Regions from separate parts of the Mus musculus genome. Here region 2 is linked to region 1. A link is a contact called in public Hi-C data. All regions are on one chromosome and are shown on one strand. Each heading gives the region's core, a stretch centred on a gene start, on an enhancer-like site or on the middle of the called end of the contact. The rest is flanking DNA. Distances are from core to core; before and after follow the strand shown.

Region 1 (7,093 bases), core at 1,570-4,069:
TAAATTCCGGCACTTGTATAGTGGCTCACAACCATCTGTTATCCAATCGCAGGGAATCTGATACCCTTGTCTGGTCTCTGCCTGTGGTACACAGACATGCATGCAAGCAAGACACCCATAAACATACAGGGGAAAAAAAGAGACCTCACACTGGCAATCAGTTAACACTGAAACCTTATGGTGATCTTTATGGACAAGAACATTAAGCCCTCTCTCTTGTCTCATCTGTATTAAGAATTAAGACTTACTTCCATAGTTTGTTTGCTCTCCATTTCAGGTGCCTAGAAAATTTCTTTTACTTTTTTTCTGAATAATTATTGTTCTAGAAAAATAATAGTACAATGATTGACACGATGAATAAGCCTTAAATGAGCACTGAGGTCCCTGCCCATTTCAAAGAGGAAAGAGAAACCAACTTGTGACTTTGCATGTCCATGTCACTGCTGTATGCACAGACACACACAGACAGATCACAAATTAACCCTTCACCAAAGTGTCTCTTCTCCGTCGGAGAATACACAACTGACCCCGTCAATCACAGCAGCTTCATAAAGCCCATGTCACAGTAGATGCTCTGGAAAACTAATAACTACCCAAGAGATGCCAGCATCGATAAAAAGAAGACATTGAAGATGGACAGCCTGGAGTCTCATTTCCTCCCCTTGCTTCAGTAGCTTCCCTGGAAGCTATCTCCAATGTTCTGAAGCGATTCAATCAAATATGCAGCCACCGCCACCTCTGACAATCCTCCCCTCCTCGTTCAATGTTGCTCCCAACCGGAGGACAGCCACCTTTGCATGGCCACATGGTTCCCCGTCCTCAATTTTTTGTGGAGTTTTACAAATGTGGGACCTCTTTCTAGGGATCGTGTGCTATGGTGCCTATCAATGCATGACAGTGAACATTCTAGGGACCGCATGGATGGCTGTACTGTTTGTCTTAATCACGCCACTGAATGTCCCCAGAGGGCCATCCTTTGAGCACTTTGTTCTGCTTTATGGACTTTTCTTCATTTATCCGATGGAGTATTCATATAACTCTCACTGTCTCTGCTTCCAGCAGCTCCTCCGTGTCTTAAAAGAACTCGTTTTAATCATCTCTGTATTGGGAAGCTGCATGTGTGAATGTCAGGGTGTGAATAGGCTCCTTACAGAGGACCAGACAGCTCTTCCTCTGTGAAGAAACCCAAGAGTCAGCAAAGAGTCAAAAATCCCTTTGGAGCAACTGTGGCTGAGAAGATTTGGGAACACAGAGCACAGCAAAGGAGAGAGCTGTACACCAGCGTGAAGAGTTTTCTTGTAGGGCTGGTGAGTTTTAAAAGATGTCTTTGGATACAGATGTTTGCCTTTGGATGGAGCTTGCCGTAGTGTCCTCTTGCCTTTCTAAAGGCTGCTCTTGCTCCAGCCATTGCTCTCTCTACCTCTGAAGGATGCTTTCAGTGGAGGCCTGCTGTTAAGCGATCATCTGTCTCCTTGACTGGGATGTTGTTGAAAAGTTAGACACATCCAACACTCACCACTAAGATCCCTTTGAAAATATAGTCCATCCTTCATAATTTTTTAAACTTTCACTACATGCTAGTACTTGGTGAGAAATCCATGCCCCCAATTCACACACAAGTTGTGGGGATGCAAACTCAAGCGATTGTTCATGCAACGGGTGCTCTATCCACTAAGCACCGTCTCTACCCCAGCCTCACGTCTATTTTTAGAAACAAAGTTTAATCGGAAAACAATCATGAACCTTTGTTTACATGTGTCTACTTTCAAGCAGTTACAGCCCAACCGAGGAGACCACGTGGTCAGAAATGACAGATATTTACTATCTGATCCTTCAACATAAGAGTTTGCCAAGTGGGTGGTGATGATAGTTGACTTCCAAGGGTCTTACTTGCAATATCTCATTCAATCCTCTCTCAGAACTTTCGAATTAGCCAATAAAATCATGTCAATGTTATAGGTAAGGAAAGAGAGGGAAGTTAAAGAAAACGTCTCCAGTATCAACAATACAATCAGGCTAGGACTTTATTCAAGAACCACACTTCTCAGGGCTTTACCAAATTAGCATTGCGTGCCATGGATACCAGTCTCCTGCTCCCTGTGGTGCCTTAGATGCTTAAGTAACCCCATAGCCACTGCCACAAGCCAATGGCAAGGCAATCAGGTATTATGGAATTCAATGAGCTGCCCTGGGAACCTAGTCATCTTTTATCTTCAACCAAGCTGAGGTTCGTTCTGGCTTCAATTCAAGATTCTCTGAAGACCCCAAAGGCTTTCCCACAATATAGCTATGTCTCTGAGAGAGGCACACTGGGTAAGCCCTCTGAGTGTTCAGACTCCTTCTTCCCGGATTCTTCAAACCGCAGACCTGCTGTGCTAATTGGCTATTTTTTGTTTTGCTTTCCAACTTGACAAAAGCCATGGTCATCCGAGATGAGGAAACTCCCACTGAGAAAAATGCCTTCATCACCTTGACCTATAGGCAAGGCCATGAGGGAAAACATCTTGATTAGTGGTCAATGGGGCAGGTCGCAGTCCGCTGTGGGGACCCCACTGCTGGGATGGTGGTCCTAAGTTGTAGAAGAAAGCAAGCTAAGCAAGCCATAGAAAGCAAGCTCATAATCACCGTTCCTCCTTGGCTTCTGCTTAAGTTTCTTCCTCCATGTTCCTGTCTTGACTTCTTGCCCTGAACTTGCTTCAGGGTGGACGAAAGCTGTAAGAATACTCTTTGTTCCCGGAGTTGTTCTGGGTCATAGTGTTTACTGAGGCAATAGAAAAAACAAACTCTGGAAGACTGAACTTTGACAAGTACACACAGCCACACGAGGACAGTACTTCCCATACCAACCACATTTGATCTGGGTTCCGTAACTGGATGTTGACAATACCCCCTCTATTGCATTTTATTCCGCCTAAGAAGAGAAATGACAAACTAGTTGAACTTTTTGGCTTTGGTACTGTGAATCTTTCTATCCTGGGGTGTTTGTTAAAAAATGCAAATCAGCCGGGCAGTGGTGGAGCACGATTTTAATCCCAGCACTTGGGTGGCAGAGGCAGATGGATTTCTGAGTTCGAGGCCGGGTCTACAGAGTGAGTTCCAGAACAGCCAGGGCTACACAGAGAAACCCTGTCTCAAAAAAAAAAAAAAAAAAAAAAAAAAAAGAAAAAATGCAAATCAGCTGATCATCAACATTGGATCTCAAAGCATTGGCTGGTGCCCACCTTCAGCAAGAGGAGAGTGTCTGTTGATAGAAGACTGAAGGCGGCCCCATGTGTCCTGGTCTAACAAGCTGCTGACATCTATCACTGTTTTCCTGCATCTCAGTTTTTTACTTGACTTAGAAGGTGAATCATACAGATTTCACTTGTCCCCACAGGGGATCTGACACATCTGTTGTATCCAGAAGTAATGTTCTGCCTTCCCACTTTCCCGGGTATCAACAGGAAATGTTGTGTGACTGTCCCTCCAAATGCTTGCTGTATTAGCTGTGGGAAACAGACTTTCCCAGGGTGGAAAGCAATTTGCAGGTGTTCACTTAAAACATCTCAAATGACTAACCAATACCCGCAGAGCTCGTGTCCCTAGCTGCATAGGTAGCAGAAGATGGCCTAGTCAGCCATCATTGGGAAGAGAGGCCCATTGGTCATGCAAACTTTATATGCCCCAGTACAGGGGAATGCCAGGGCCAAGAAGCGGTAGTGGGTGGGTAGGGGAGCAGGGCGGGGGAGGGTATAGGGAACTTTCAGGATAGCATTTGAAATTTGAAATGTATATAAAGAAAAATCTAATAAAAATAATGCTGTGCAAAAAAAAAAAATCTCAAATGGAAACAAGCGACTTCCTGGAGTATTTTAATCTTAAAAAGTCAGCCTGAGATGTTTAAAAGGTCTCCAACTCAAATCTGTTCTGCAAGTCAGAAACGTGGCATTCTATAGCAATATTTATTATATTGCTTATATATAAAATAGTCCCTGTGGCGGCTTGTGCCTCACTACTGGCCCCAGTAAGTTCCTGAGTGAAAGACACACACAGTCTTTATATTCTGATATGCCTTAATCAGCTCAATGGCTGGGCCACTTCCTAACCTCCATGTGGCTAATCCACCTCCCTCTGATAATCCCGACTTAATACTCAGGAAATCCTATATTCCACCTCGGCTGCCCTGGACCCGTGATGCATCCCTCCTGGGCCGAGATCCCCTGGCTCCTCCATGGCAGCCATGCTCTCTGTCCCTCACCTTCTCAGACTTGGCATCTCTTCTTCCTTCTCCTTCTCCCTCTCCCTCACCAGGGAATCCTAAAAGTCCTGACTCTGTTTGCCCTGCTCAGCCATCGGCTACCAGCAACTTTATTTACCAATCAGAACCAACTGGGGACAGGGTCCCTCAGTGTCTTACATGCAGACATGCATTCTTGTACAAACAGTTTGGGGGACCCAAATTAACATAAAAATATAAGCACCATTATGCCAAGACCCAGAGCATCATCATAGATACACCCAACAACTGACTTAAACCTTTCTTAAGTGACAGACACTCATTCTATACCTCCATCTGTCTTAGGTTTTACTGCTGTAAACAGATACTATGACCAAGGCAACTCTTATAAGGACAACATTTAATTGTGTCTGTCTTACAGGTTCAAAGGTTCAGTCCACTATCATCAAGGTGGAAGCATGGCAGCATCCAGGCAGGCACAGGGATGGAGGAGATGAGTGTTCCACCTCTTGTTCTGAAGGCAGCCAGGAGAAAAACTGGCTTCCAGGCGGCTAGGACAAGGGTCTTAAAGCCCACAACCACAGTGACACACATACTCCAACAAGGCCACACCTATTCCAATAAGGCCACACCTACTCTAACAAGACCACACCTCCAAATAGTACCACTCCTTAGGCCGAACTTATACAAACTACCACAGCATCTCTTTGAAAGTGACTTTCTGAGACAGGCTGCCTTCTGTGGGGTTTTAACGTATACAGTCGCTACCAGACCGAATGGCCTGAGCAAGCGTTGGAATCTACCCATCCCGGTGGTAATCAGTCACATACCACCATGTTACTTCTAGTCTGATGCATGCCATTCTGAAAAGCAATTGGATACCTGGACATGAAGAATAGGCTAAAATGGTTGCCACTTCATGTTTTCACAAGGATAAAAGGAATTTAAAATAGAGGAAACAGACCGTTGGGAAAAATGGTACCTTTGGCTTCCCCAAACAAACACCTCCATTAAGTGCTTGTTATGAAAGTGCTACCAGAGACCATTTTCATTATTATTTTAATAAAGCCAGTGTTTTGTACATACTCCTCCTGTCTGAAATTTTGCATTGCTTCTCTTTTTTTATTTTTTTTAATTAAGTATTTATTTCATTTACATTTCCAATGCTATCCCAAAAGTCTCCCACACGCTACCCTACCCACTCCCCAACCCACCCACTCCCACTTCTTGGCCCTGGCGTTCCCCTGTACTGAGGCATATAAAGTTTGCTTGTCCAATGGGCCTCTCTTTCCAGTGATGGCCGACTAGGCCATCTTCTGATACATATGCAGCTACAGTCAAGAGCTCCGGGGAATACTGGTTAGTTCATATTGTTGTTCCACCTATAGGATTGCAGATCCCTTTAGCTCCTTGGGTACTTTCTCTAGCTCCTCCATTGTGGGCCCTGTGATCCATCCAATAGCTGACTGTGAGCATCCACTTCTGTGTTTGCTAAGCCCCGGCATAGTCTCACAAGAGACAGCTATATCTGGGTCCTTTCAGCAAAATCTTGCATTGCTTCTCTTAAAAAGCTGCAGATCCTTACCACCTCTTTCTATGGACTCTGGTCTCTATCATTCACTTTTTCTTTTCTCAGTTCAAATTAATGAGCGGATTCTCTATAGAAGTGAGACCACGTAAAGTTAGTCTTCTTGTTTTGGGCTTACTTCTCATACGATATTATTCTGTCACAGATGACCAAACCCCTTCTTTTTAAAGGCACAGTAGTATTCCATTACATAGTGATATTATATCTTTACTTCTCCATTCGTCTACAAATGAACAGCTTCATTTCCTTTGGATAGATGACTATGTCATGTGTTCCTATAATTTAATCTTATCTAATGGAAAAAAACTCCCTAATTCCAATAAGTGATTCCTTATTTATGAATTGCCTGTGACTAACTCAGACCCCAAGTGGCACCTTAGTGCCTGACAATGTGCCACTTCACTGTGAGCAACTCTCACATATTTCCTTCATATCAACAAAGCCACTTTATTTTTTATCAATGTCAAACAGAGTTTGGGGGGTTGTAATAATAAATCTGATTTAAATACATCATAATTGTATATAAATATATATGTACACACACATATACACACACACACATATTTAATGTGTATATTACAATTTCTGATTTGCCTGAGAAGAAAACCCAGATCTTGGTAAACTACCCTTGCATGGAAACCATCACCTCTCTTCCAAATCCGAGTTCTGATGCTACTTCAGAGACATTCCCATTCCAGCCTGACTTCAAACTGGAACCAGCAGGAATGCAGGCATCTAGTAAGCCGACACAGGAAGCTTGGGAGCCGACCCAACCCCCAAGAAATAAATACTTCTCCATGGCCTACAGAGGGAGTGCACTGGGAAGTCTGACCAAATGATTACTCTTCATCTCCCAGATAGCACGATGCCAAGCTGATAAACTCTGGGGAAGATCTGAAAATAGAGGAATAGCCATTACATTTTCCCTTACATTTTCTTCCAGATATGTCATCTACACTATTTTTATAAGATAAAGGTCTCCGTCTTACTCATGTGTCCCTGAAAACAGACCTAGAGGTCATCACAGTAATTTCATGGAGACAGTCCCCCAACCCCCACACCAGTCAAGGGGCGGAAGGTAGAGGCCTCTGTCAGACACAAACCACCGCTGTGTTTCCACGGACCCAGCTTTGGCCATATTTGGAAAATTCTGTGAACTTTAGAGGACCACATCTAAAAAAAGACATAATGAGGCTGAAAGAGAGTCTCAGAAACACAGCAAAAGACTGTGGGTGTGCACACAGAGAATAAATCCCAGGAGATAGAGGACAGGGAGAGTCTATCAGAAC
Region 2 (6,593 bases), core at 3,343-5,842, 110 kb before region 1:
GGTTAAAAAAAAAACTGCCAAATTGGCTTCATGTGCTACTATGGAAAGTCAACACTCAGCTGTCTAAGGCTTAAAGCTATAAGGTGGCCCATTTCAGCGAAGGCACACGGGTTTAAGGGCAAAAGGGGAAAGTGAAGCAGAGACATGGCTGCTGCCGCAAGAAACTACAATCAAGACTAGGCCAGTGGGCTGAGAAGAGCTCTGACTCTTAGCTGAGGATCTACAGAGGCTGCAGCAGCATTCTCCCTTAGAATTTCCACCGTTTTCTCTTCTATGGGGTTTAACTGGGGTAACACATAGAGTGGAACACAGAAAACTTAGGTGCTCAGTTCCACAAGCTGTAGGTACCAGGAATAATACTATTATTTTCCACCCCATCAAATTCCTCTGTGCGCCTCACTAGGCGCCTCCACGAACACAATACCCAGTATTCTGATCTCTACCGCCACCTCTACATATGATCCCATCCTAGCCGGCTAGCGTCTGTACTATCCGCCCCTACAGTTTATCTACTCCTGCATGGGCTATGCCAGGCTCCACACCCACACAAATGCTTTAATCGCTGCTACCTAGTCATGCAGTGAAGCTAGTAGTTGTCAACATAGTTGGCAGAGCCCCTGGGCGAGCATTCCAGAGACTACAGAAGGGGAACATGAGGAGCTAGTGAGTGTATGTGGTTGACGTAGTGTCATGAGTCCCAGTGCCTTCGATTCCTTCCCCAGGCTAGGCTCCAGAAAATGCCAGAGCCTTCCCTCGTGGGTCTAAGTGTGGATGTTGACAGTGTGTGCAGAACGTGCCCATCATAGCTTTCTCCCTTCTGGATGTCTACAGCCTGAAGACTGCTCTTCTTCAGAGATGGATTCTACGGAGATCAGTGCACCTTGCTTCTGTGCTCAGCTACATCCAATACCCTTCCTCCTTTGTATCTGTATACAAGAAATCCTGCCTCCTGGTACAGTTGCACATAGTAACTGCACCTCTCTGTTTGACGATATATAATAAACACACAGAGCTGCCAAGGCGATGGGGCTTCTCCATCATTGGAGAATACCAGCTTTTCTATATGTAAGTGTCTGTCCCTTCTCCGTTGCTTCCCCCAGTCAGGTTAAGTCCCTAGAGACATGTAGGATGTGGTGGCAGGAGACACTTTGGGTGTCGGTCAGATTCTAGAATCTGGAACAACACAAGGCAGTCCTGTTCATGAAGAGTTGACTCCTCTTCTTCATGAGCACCAGGTGTCCCACGCAACAGAAAAGGTTTTGCTGTTTTGAGCTTAACCCCTGAGTCCACTCCACATTTATAGAAAATGCAGAGTTGGCATGACTCCCATACATACTGAAAGGCTAGGGAGGTTTATCACTGTTGTGACGACTAGAAGATTCACCTCTGACTGCACTGAGACCTTGACTTGATCAAGACCAGGTCTGCATGTGGCCACTAGCTCCTCTGTTCCCCCTGAAGACTTATGTATGCTACCATGCTATTCTCTCTGGTCAACTTATATAAAATGCTGCATAGCCTTACCCTAAGAACTGACATGCTGAAATAAGTGAGTTTAATAAAAGTGCTTTTATGTCTTCTTTACATTTAAACACCATACTGCTGTTTAAAAATGGTAGAACAGCTAAGTTTTATGATATAAATTTGGATCTGCAAACAGGTTGTTTAAAAATATGTACACAAAAGTGTTGGGTAATCGACAGGGTAAGATTCTTTGACTGAAAGGGACAGCGGCTCATCTTTCACTTCATCCCCCTGGGAGCCACTGCTATACTTTTAGGTGACCTGGGTTTTTGAGTTGAGGTGGCCAGACATGCAGAGCCAGGCTCTGGAGAGCCTTTCTGTCAGCTGGAAGCTGTGCTGTGGTTCCTAACCTGTGCTTGCAGAACGGGTAACTTCAGAGGCCTACGTCTTGCTCTTCCTGCCCCTTTAATCAAAACCAAATACAAGTTTCTACCTGACTTTACATCAGTTTTATTTTCTCGAGTATTTTACATTTACCTTGAAGACACTGACAGCTGGGGCTTTCCGGGTCATTTTTGACATTCCATTTTTTCTCACTCTTTTTTAATTTATGACATCTTATAAATCCCTCACAAAACAGGTGAGATAGAAAAATGCCTCAATCATTTGGTCATATGTATGCCAAAGGACACACAGGAGGAAGAGACAGTTTGGAAACCAAAGGGACAGGGGACTTGGAAAAATCTCCAGTGACTCTCCACGCTTAGTGACAGTTCTCTTTGGCAGGGCCCCTCTGCCCACTCTTGCACCGGGTCTGGCTAGGAATATGGTGCTTCCGGAGGCCCCAGCAGGCAAGCAAGCAGAGGAGAGTGAGGTTGCTAACTCTGCAGGTCCTTCTCCTGTAGCACTAACCATGCCGCAACCACAGAGAGAGGGAGATGCAGATCAAGTGCCAGCACATTTAAGAACAACACACGGGGCAGGTCATGGCCAATGAGTCAGGGTCCTGATAACCTCTCTGCTTTGAAGTGGCAGGTTCACAATAGATCCACCGTACAGACTCAGACTCTTGAGGATCTATGCTCTTCCCCGTACTGTATGCAATGGCTGTCCCACTGCAATGGCCTGGCTCACCAACAAGCTGTTCCCTCTATAGTATCTCTGACTGCAGGTGAGTAGACACTCCCTGCTGGTCCCTCCCATCCGCAGGTTTCCAATCCATCCTGGTTCTCTTGCACAGCTGGCCTGCGAGTATATCTCAGAATCCCTGCTCTTCCTTAGAAAACCACTGAGCTACATGTATGACTACTGTCTCCCCGCCCTCTCTACTGTGTCCTACAGGGCAGCCAGACCCACAGGCTTTGCAAAGAGGTAAATTTCAAAGTACTCTTCTGGGGGGCGGGGGGGGGGGAGCCTTCTGGTAGTCTATGACTTGCCAAGAGGGCCTATGCATGAGAAGACGGGGATTTTCATTTAGTTCCTTCACTTTCCCTCATACTTCCCCCAGTGCCTGGGACATAGTCGCGTTCAGTGACTATTGGTTTGGTAGAATGAGGAAAGCTAATGCTAAGCGGTCTCACTGGGATGGAGATTCAGCGGAAGATGTTACATGTTACAAGCCTCGGGAGTAGGAAGAGCACTCTCCTGCCACATCACAGCATGGGGCTTCAGCAGAGCCAAGGCTGTGTGAGAATTTAGAACAAATGGCCACCCAAGACTGAGCCTACTGGCAAGTAAATACTATGCACCAGAATGGGAGCCAGCCCACGATGTTTCCACTTAGGTCAGAAGCTAGTTTAAGATGTGTGTATATATAATTAAATTAGATAATGGGTAGGATATTAAGAAATTAGAAGAGATCAAAATAGAAAAGGATGCCAGCAGCTGCTTGGTAAGTTAAGAGGGGGAAGAGGTAGTACTTGTCACCAGCACCAGCTCCTGGAGCTCACAGCCATGGGATTCCATGTGGGATATCCACCACCCAGAAGACTACTATTAAGTGAGGATGACTCGGGCACCAATTCCAATGACAGATAGACTTCATCTCTTCTTTATCATGGCCCAAGTAGCCCAACTGATTAGATTCTGTTGTCTCAGTTCCTAGGCTGTTCCTTGGGGTCAGAAAGATGGGATGCTCCCAGCTGGTGAACATCGGAAGCAGTACAGAGAGCTAGCCTGGTGGGAAGATGAGTCTACCTGCCTTCCCTGGCAGCCGCTCTCACTCACCCGGTCTCCCCAAGGGGATCTGAAGCTCAGAGGGTGCCAATCCTCAGAAAAGATAGCCGCTAAGCTTCTGATATAAAGCAAGGTGACCTTGGCATCTCACCTACAGGACTTCTGGGAGGAGAAAGGGCGGTAAGAATAAGGGGCCCTATAAACAGCCAAGTGCTGTGTGGTTTTGTAAATAATGCATCTACATTCCCCAGTATCGACCTGTCTGGAGAGAGGAGACATCTCATCAGGGGCATTAAGGAATCCACTTCTTGCCTCATTAAGACCTCTCTTCTGAGCCCAAACCTCTAAGAGGGACACTCCTGAACAAGTTAGTTGCATTTGGCCCAATTTCAAGGCCTGGGAGCAATTTACTCAAGGGAGACTCATCTACCTAGAGCAAACTTAAAGAGTTGGGCAAGTTCCCAACACACACACACACACACACACACACACACACCAGAAAGGGGGAGGACTAAACTGTCACTACCTTTATCCTACATCCACAGAGAACGCTGACCTGCTGGCTACTGGGAGTAACTTAAGAAAGGCATTTGTCTGGGTCAAGGCAGCTCTGAGGCCTTGCGACCCTATTTCAGGAACTCTCTAGTTTTCTCCTACCTGGGCGTGCCCGGGTGCCCCAGTGGCGATGTTCAACAATCCAGCAGCTCCGAACTAAACCCGTTCAGGCCGGGAGCAACCGGAGCCCTGGGAGCCGCTCAAGGGCTGCTCCGCGCTCGCTCGGGGGTCACATTCCTTCCGCTCTGGGGCAGGCGGGCACCAGCTGGGCTCCCGCCCTTCTAGGTGGGCGCCGCGCTCCCAGGCGGCTCCTGGAACCCCGCACCAGCTAAGACCTTCTGAGCAGCACGCTGCTCCCACTCTGAGCCGCCCGCGGGGGCGTGCAGCGGGCGGAGACTGCAGGCCAGCGTCCTCAGCCTCGGGCTCGGAGCTAGCTGGCCCAGTGCCAATGCCCCGCCCTGGGAGCCGGATAGGTTGGGTTGTGGAGTTTCTGCCCCACATCCCAGAATATCTACATCCACGCAGAACATTCCAGGGTCTCTGTATCCCTCCGGGGGTGGAGGCAATGGAGGGTCTCTGCATCTCCTTGGGGGCATTTGGAGGGTCACTGCATCTCCTTGGGGGCATTCCAAAATCCCTGCATCCTTGCCAGATGTCCCAGATTCCAGGAAGAATGGCTCTGATTCCCAGATGGCTTGGCTCCTCTGAGCAGCCTCTGTGTTCCCACCCAAACCAAAATTAGATGGGTCAACTCACGTCTACATCGCAACCAGATTGTGCCACCTAACAAGAACCGAGCTGGTGACCCATGGGGTATCAGATCCTGAGGAAAACACAGTTCTGTGCTCAGCACAACTGGAGCCCAGTACTGTGTGCCTCGAACTGGCTTTGAGCACTTAGCCGAGTCATTAAGTTTGCAATACCTTGATTTCCTCTTTTGGTATAAAGGCCCGCAGCCTTTATAGGTAGGAGGAGTTAAAGAGCTCTGGTGAAGAGTTGATAGTTCATAGGCTTTTTACTTGGTTGCTTTACTGCTGTCCACCAGGCTGAAAAACAGGTCCCCTTATCATATCCCAATTAATTGTAGGATTTGCTCTGCAAAGGAGAATTCCAGAGTTCTCAGAAAGCACATGAAAAAAAAAATCAAGAATAGCCAAATTTTAGGACAGGGTGCAAGGAGGACATTGTGGTCCTGGAAATAGCACCAACCATTCCGTGCTCCCTACCCTCACCCCCCAGCTTCTTCCACATATAATGCACCACCCTGCAATACAACTGCAAAGAAACAGTGATTGCTTAATACCTCTAGATAGAGCACATGGCCATTTCCTGCATGCCTTCCAGCGTGGACAGGCCTTGAATTTCCTGCCTTATTCGCGTATGCAGCCTAGAAACCCAAGGTTGAAGTAACCCCGGGGGAAACTCTGAGATGGTAGAAAGCTTAAAGGGGCAGCATCAATGGTATATCATAGATGCCACCTGTGGCCTAGCAGGGCAGAAGGTCCTCACTCATTTCCAAAGGTTTGGACTGCTCCTTTGCCTCCGAAAGGCAGGCTTAAGTCTGGCAAGGAACTGGTGCCTTATCCCTAACCCTGCCCTAGCCCTGTCCCATGGGTCTGTATTCCAGAGGCTGTTCTCACAGCCTTGAGTACTTCTAACTCACATCCACAGAAGATTTGACCCCCTTAGAAGCCAGAATTGCCATGTCATAGTCACTGAGGGCTGCCTGGTGTCGGGGTTTTTCAAAGCTTCCAGGCGACTCTGCTGCACAGCTCTCATCATGATGCAGACAGACCAAGTCTCAAGGCTGTCTGGACAGGTGTATACTGTGGTAGTCCCCATCTGCGTGCCTTGTCTTACTGCCTATTAACCATGAGCAGTGATTATGAGACGTGATTATGCACAGGTTAGAAGTGGCATTTCGAACACCCATACAGTTTGATCATATCCACCCCTATTATCCCCCTCCTGCTTCTTCATCTCTAACAGTCTCCATTCTAGGTCATTACTTTACACAATTATTAGCAGGTCTATGCACTGTCCTAAAAAGGTGGGATTTAATATCGGCTGTATTTAATTCCTTAGAACTAAATAATACTCTATTTAATGTATATGCTACACTTCCTTTATCCATTTATCCATCAAAAGGCTCCCAGGCTGGTTCATGATTTGACGGTGAATGGGACAGCATCAAAGATAGCTATGCTCATGTCTGCATGCCGATGGACACACCAGCAGCTGCATGCTGACTTAGACGTTTTTAAAGGACCAGATCCAGGAGCATTGGAGAAGGACCATGCAGTAGTCCTATTAGAAGTTCCAGTGTATTGAATGCTAAAAGCACATGAGCCTAACTTGACACTGTCACTTGGTGATAGAGCACTTGCCTAGCGTGTACC

What was found. Hi-C and Micro-C count contacts between places; a contact is called where the count stands out from the background.
Region 2: a Hi-C map of liver shows a contact between it and region 1, with 1.6 times the contacts expected there. The contact joins the promoter of Il1r1 here to the enhancer-like site in region 1. A contact is called at or near these places in 3 of 484 Hi-C or Micro-C datasets (liver, nephron progenitors and uterus) and 2 of 115 datasets of contacts at active chromatin or transcription factors (cardiomyocytes and pancreatic cancer cells).

Annotation. Positions count from the first base shown.
Region 1 is chr1:40,151,992-40,159,084 of GRCm38.p6, reverse strand. Gm35741 (a long non-coding RNA gene) reads right to left here. Exons shown (of 3, transcript XR_373353.2): 3 at 6,486-6,698. Among named protein-coding and RNA genes, the nearest start is that of Gm35741, 6.4 kb to the right of the region's middle. Within about 2 kb of position 2,819, at least 5 of the 459 cell types and tissues checked have an H3K27ac peak or open chromatin away from gene starts, as enhancers often do. A contact at or near this core is called in liver, where this site is marked.
Region 2 is chr1:40,264,585-40,271,177 of GRCm38.p6, reverse strand. It overlaps Il1r1 (interleukin 1 receptor, type I), which reads right to left and starts at 4,592. Exons shown (of 11, transcript NM_001123382.1): 1 at 4,297-4,592.